2 separate regions of the Columba livia genome follow, and region 2 is linked to region 1. The links are chromatin contacts, called in public Hi-C maps. All regions are on one chromosome and are shown on one strand. The core of a region is the stretch at or near the end of the contact, and the rest is flanking DNA. Distances in the headings are between cores, read along the strand shown. Region 1 overlaps PTPRJ (protein tyrosine phosphatase receptor type J). Region 2 has its middle 20 kb from the start of PTPN5.

Region 1 (2,927 bases), core at 209-2,708:
ATAGGAAAGGCTATGGGAAGCCATATCAGTGATATTGTTGCTCGAAGTGAACAATGACCAAAATGTTGTAAAAATTGAGTTTCAAAAGCTTCTTCTGTTTCTTGTTTCAAGTAACATACAAGGCTAAGCAAGCACTGCACCCTGATACAATATGCAATTGATTTGAAATGAACATGTTTTGAGACTCATCATAAATAACATATCTTCCTCTTAAATGTAAGAGTTTGAAATGAGGTAGGACCTATTTGATCTGTATCAGAGCTAAGCCAAGCATACAGATCAGCAGGAACTCCTTCATGTGTCTTGGAAGCAGAAAGAAGCCATGGATATTATTTTTTTAGAATAAAAAGTTTGCAGCTGGCTGGGCTGCAGTGTCAGGCTGATCTCTGGTTCTGACCCTGCATCACCCAGCCTTTTTCCACCATAGCTGGTCCTCCCAGATGGCCATGAAGTTGACCTTTGATAGATGTGTCTGTTGGCTGGTGAGAGAGAGCCCATGTTGTTGTCGGTGAATAACTTCTCATGCAGCCCCAATGTATTCATAGAGGCGAGTCTGGCAATGGGGTGCTGGCTGAGCCAATTCTCATTCCTGTTTCTATGAAGCTTCTGTTCAAAGAGAAGGAGAAGAGAGACTCTATCAGAGCCCTAGATGAACTTACTGGAGCTGTACAATGAGATCTTTTGTTCTCTCTCAGGAGTACTACTACATGTGTAGATCGCTTGCAGTCCATTTGTCTTTTGCTACAGTTCAAATTCATTAAAGGATTAAATGGGCTGACAGTTGCAGGCAAACCTCAGGGGTATCCCCCCATCTCCAAGTTGCTGCATCTGAGAACAGCATATGGGAAAACATTGTTTGTTAAATCAAATTGTTTGTGATAATTTGATCCATGTAGAACAGCCAGATCTCTGACTTGAGAGTTTAAAAAGGTTTAGCACCACTTTTTTTGCTATGAGGCAATTTTCTTTTGTTTTGAAGAAGTTAATCAAATGGTACAATACAAAACAATGCAGCTGAAAATGTGAGATATGGTAAATAAGTGCTGTGAAGAAGTTCTATGGTCCAGCTGGTAATTTATTGTATAAAACTACTTCCCTCATGACAGGTTTGTGATGCTTGAAGATGCATTAAGCCTGCCTTAGGCAGCACAGCGTAGTGTGATTAGTTCCCATGATCTGCATCTGAGCCAGCATTTACATCTACATCCATACTTTATGCTCTGGTGTGGTCATCCTTAGCCTTGTACTTTCCAGAATATGCCAACTTTTATGGGAAATTAGGCATATTCCACTGCTCTTAGTCACTTAGGCTGAAGTTTGACGGTTTTATTGGGGCCTCTAGTGGTATCAAGACTGCATTACCAACCCAGAGCTGCTGTTTGGGGGTGGTGAGAAGGGGTTGCTTTACTCCCTCGTGCTGAGTAGATTTACCCAGCTATGGGGCATGGGCAGTGCTGTACAGGTGACGTATTTGGATCCTAATGGGGCATTTTATGTGGAGTTGGAACTGAACGTGCTGAAGGATCATAAATAAACGGCAGTAAACAGTAACAGACCGTGAAGGAAGAGATGAAGGTTAGCCTGAGAGGTCTCTGTGTCGGGCAGTGGTCACAGGCTGGTTTCTCCCAGCTGCACACCTCATTGCTTTGTAAATTAGGAAGCTTCAGGACCCTTTGAAGGGAAAAAAGATATAAACTGTCCTAAGAAAAGTAGAGAAGTAAGGCAGGAAACAACAAGGCTTGTATGTGCCAGCATTAAGACTGCAACAACAACAAATATTTTCTGTCTAGCAAGACAGTTTTGAGCTCAGTGTAAACAAGCTGAAGGCTTTCATAGGCCATGGTTCTCCTGCTCCCAGACAGGGTGTCATAGATCAAAAACTTGGTCTTTGTTTTCTATACAATCATCTTTCTTCATGTTGTATTTGAGCTTTTGTGTAAGTTTTTTAATCCCCTTACAGCTAGTTTTGCTTGGAAAAGTCTCAAACCAAATCCAACTTGATGTTGTTCTCCTTGTAAAGTATCTTTTAACACTTTCCTGAGCAAAGACCGTGTAGAGTATAAAGTGTCGGGCTCAGGAAAGTGAAATCTACTTGGGATAAGAAACCTAAGTCTCAGTTGCTCTCATCTGAGCAGATCTGAAATGGGGCCCTGTCAGGAAATGCCCCTGATTTTCATGACTGTGCTGCAAGGACCAGGCAGCTGCTGGCTCTGCTGTATGTTTTCCATCCACGGTGCCTGGGTGGCCAGCCCTGCTGGTTTGGGGACAGTTAGCATTGTGTCATTGCCACAGGAGTCTTTTATTTTTTTCTTCTTTTTTTTTTTTTCATTGTATCCTGCTTCTTCCAGGGTGTGCCCGAGTAATGACTCAGAGTGAAAAAATAGTGCTGTTAGGCTGCAGGCAGGAATGTGCCTTGTTCACATGAAATAAAGGTTGATGTTTTCTTAATTTTGAAAGAAAATGACTGGCAGTGATAACTGAAAACTCCTATTAAAAGGGGAGATTTTTCAATTCAGGCATTGCTCATTACACACCCAGCTGCAGTTCCACTGATGTCAATATGATATACAGATCGAATAGGATAACAACTTGGGTTTTACTTAAGTAGTTGTTTTAAATATTACTCATCGCCATTCTCAAGGAAGCACACTGTTCTATCTGTAAACTCCTTCAGCAGGATCATCTCTGAAGAGGAATTACGTGTAGGACTTACTGGGTTATGCGAATAATTTAAACTTGTTGAAACTTTTCAGCCTTTTTCCAGGATGGAGTTTTGTTGTTATTCTCTGGGTTGGAAGATTGCAGGATGCTTGGAGATAGGTGCTGCAAACCACCTTGCAGTTCAGTAGCCTACTGCCTGTAGTTCATCAGGAGCTGCATGTTTGGAGGAAACAGAGAAGAACTACTGGGTTGCATGGAAAAGTTTT
Region 2 (2,927 bases), core at 307-2,806, 70 kb before region 1:
AATAAAAATAGAATTAAAAATAGTAGTTAATAGGTAAATAAGTGATTTCTAACACCTTGGAATTAATGTGGGATGTCCTGTTATTGATTTTATATACTAAATAAGTAAGATTTATCTGTTTATTAAGATGGGTGAGCTTTTATTGAACAACATAAAACTTGCCTGAGAGACAAGCAAGTAAATAGATTTGACTGTAGGCAGCTGTGTTTTTTCTATAAAACCAATGAGGCAAGATAGAATTTTATAACTGCATATGGTTTCCAAACAGCTCATCCACTGTTCTGTCTTTAAACCTAGAGGAAGATCGGTAAAGAGAATGATCACTAACTCCCAGATTTTACTCTTATGCTCCCAATTTTGTTCTTTTTCTTTCCATAGCTCATTCCAGCATGGTTTTGGATATCAAAGGTTGATAGCAACAAGACATCTGCTGCTGTCCTGAAACTACATTTCTAGTTGGTAATTATTTCTTTGTTTCATTAAACTTGTTTACTAAAACTGGTATTTTACAGTAGAGAGTATATCTCCTTCTCAACCAATATTCATCACTGATTTAGACTAAACAAGCCTGGTTCTTCACTGTCTGTCTACTCACCTGCAAAGAATATTTCTTAAAAAACAGTAAACTAATTAGGCAGGATTTTGCAGTGACGTAAATAAATGTGTGAGGCAGTACAGGACAACAAATAGTCAGACTGGTGTTTTAAGTGTGGAATCCCACATTGCATAAAGAGCTGTTTCTCAGCCTGAATGACTGAGGAAAGTGAAGGGCAAAGGAAACTGCAGTAACTCTGCAGCTCTATAGATGTCACCAGCCTTTCACTCCAGCCTTCCCCAGCTGTTTTCTGGTTGGTACCTATCTCTCTCCAACCATTTATTTTGTAGCCCCAGAGGGACTGTTGTTTGGATGATGAAATACTGCATAGTATAAATGAAGAGCTGCCAGCAGTGAGCTGTGCCTGGACAGGAGATACAAAATGGAAAATGTAAATGGTAACACAGTACTTTTTCAATTACATCTTAAGCAAACATGCTTACTTACCAGAAGTCAGAGAACAGTGTGAACTTCTTTTTAGATATTGCCAGCTAAATCATTATGGCATTTCCTGAGCTTTGTTTAAAATGATTTATGGAGGTTATTTGCAATATTTCCCCTTCTCCTGGAATTCTCATGTAAAAATCCAAACCACATAATTTCCGTTCACATAACACCCACAGCAGGCATGCACTGTTTTCTGTAGCTAGGAACTTGTCTGCAAAATGGCAAGGACAGTTCCAAAGAGGGGAAAAAACAAACAAACACCACCAACCACCAAACAAAACCCAGCAACAGTACAGAAGGAAAATGACGCCCTTACCTCCTCACAGAGGATGACTTAGGTGCTAACTTCACATAAGGAGCCAAAGTTATGAAGACAGGACAGATGGGAGGGGAACAGAGAACAAGGAAATGAGTTTGCTTGTTGAAGTGAGCTTTTTGGAGCATAACATAGCCTTTTAAATTAACTATTCAATTTGGATGCTCTACAGTAACACCCCAGCAATTTCAGGTTTGAGTCCCAAGCTGTAGCTGCACTGGAGAGGGTGACTGTGAGTTGGCTGTGCTACTATGCCATCACACATACTTCCACTTGGTTATACTGGTCATCTGTTGCCTCCTGTAATCAGTCCCAGGAAAGCGTTTCAATGCAGGCTTCGTTTGATCTCTACTTGAGACTTAGTTTCGAGACTGCCCCAAACAGTGGTACTTTCCCAGTTTTAAGTTTAAGTAAGGCACAGGGAGGAGGATGGAGAAATCAGAGACAGAGATTAGGAGAGGGGCAGGTCGTGGTTGGGCTTTTCTGCCTGGGAGCAGCAAAGAAGTTGTCTTTTGTGCCAAGCTCTGAAGGTAGAAGGCAGCAGAGATCCCAAATAGTTTCAATGGTTTGACACAGAGGGCAGAACAACACAGTGACTGAAAATGGAGCTTGTTGATGGACAGCCACAGAGAGCTAGTTCACTCTGTTCTCTTGCATACAGTCCAGGGAGGTGTCCTGGGACTATTCTGGACCACTGCTTTCTGAACAGGATACTTCCTTTTTTATGTGCAGTGATGCTTGGAGATGGAGATAGGCACATATGTGTACAGAAAAATCACAAATTATTCATAGCTGTCTACATATTTAAACAGCAGAAGAAAATAAGCTTTTCATATCCCTTATCTCAAGAAACAGAGTTCTTGTCTACTCTTTTTATGCAACTTACTAATGAGAAGACAAAAAGTCTTATATACTATGTGATTGAAAAAGGAAGCATTATTTCAATTAGTTACACCGATCATGAATTATAACATAGCTTTAATTGAAGTGAGGGGAGATCCACATGAGTATCCACTGCATTAATCAAGATGAGACATATTGCAATGAATACTGAATGGATTATAATGAAACACCAAGAATAAAATGTCACCATTTAGAGATATTATATCTTAGCTCTTCCATGTACTGGACTATCAGAATTAATCAAACCAGTACAAAACTTAATGGCTAGTGGCATATTCATTGTTGCTTAAAAGGAATGAAAGCATAGGTGTGACCTAGCCCATTTATCCAAAACGGATTAATCTAGAACTTGTTACAAAACTTGGCTGATGAAGTTTTCTGAATCAGTTTTGCCAGTCACCAGTTACAGCAGTGTGGATCTGGATCCATCTTTGTTGGATACTGTTGTACCACAGTTCATTAGAGGTAAAAGTGTTTGTCTGAGGACACATAAACAAACATTTACAAATTACATTATTTGTTTGGAGAGAAATATATGTCTTTTTGATGAGAAAAAAAAAAAAAAAGACAACAAAAAAACCCTAGCTCACAGGCTTTGTAGGAAGAGGTTATGTGCAAATGAATCTTTGATATGACCATTATTTATTTTGAATTTCCAAGGTCATA

Evidence for each region. Hi-C and Micro-C count contacts between places; a contact is called where the count stands out from the background.
Region 2: a contact with region 1 is called in a Hi-C map of crop, with 2.1 times the contacts expected there. The contact joins two enhancer-like sites. A contact is called at or near these places in 2 of 2 Hi-C or Micro-C datasets (crop and liver).

The regions. Positions count from the first base shown.
Region 1 is chr5:53,480,247-53,483,173 of bColLiv1.pat.W.v2, reverse strand. The region is part of intron 1 of PTPRJ (protein tyrosine phosphatase receptor type J); the gene reads left to right. Among named protein-coding and RNA genes, the nearest start is that of PTPRJ, 41 kb to the left of the region's middle. Within about 2 kb of position 1,458, at least 2 of the 3 cell types and tissues checked have an H3K27ac peak away from gene starts, as active enhancers do.
Region 2 is chr5:53,550,245-53,553,171 of bColLiv1.pat.W.v2, reverse strand. No RefSeq gene overlaps it. Among named protein-coding and RNA genes, the nearest start is that of PTPN5, 20 kb to the left of the region's middle. Within about 2 kb of position 1,556, at least 1 of the 3 cell types and tissues checked has an H3K27ac peak away from gene starts, as active enhancers do.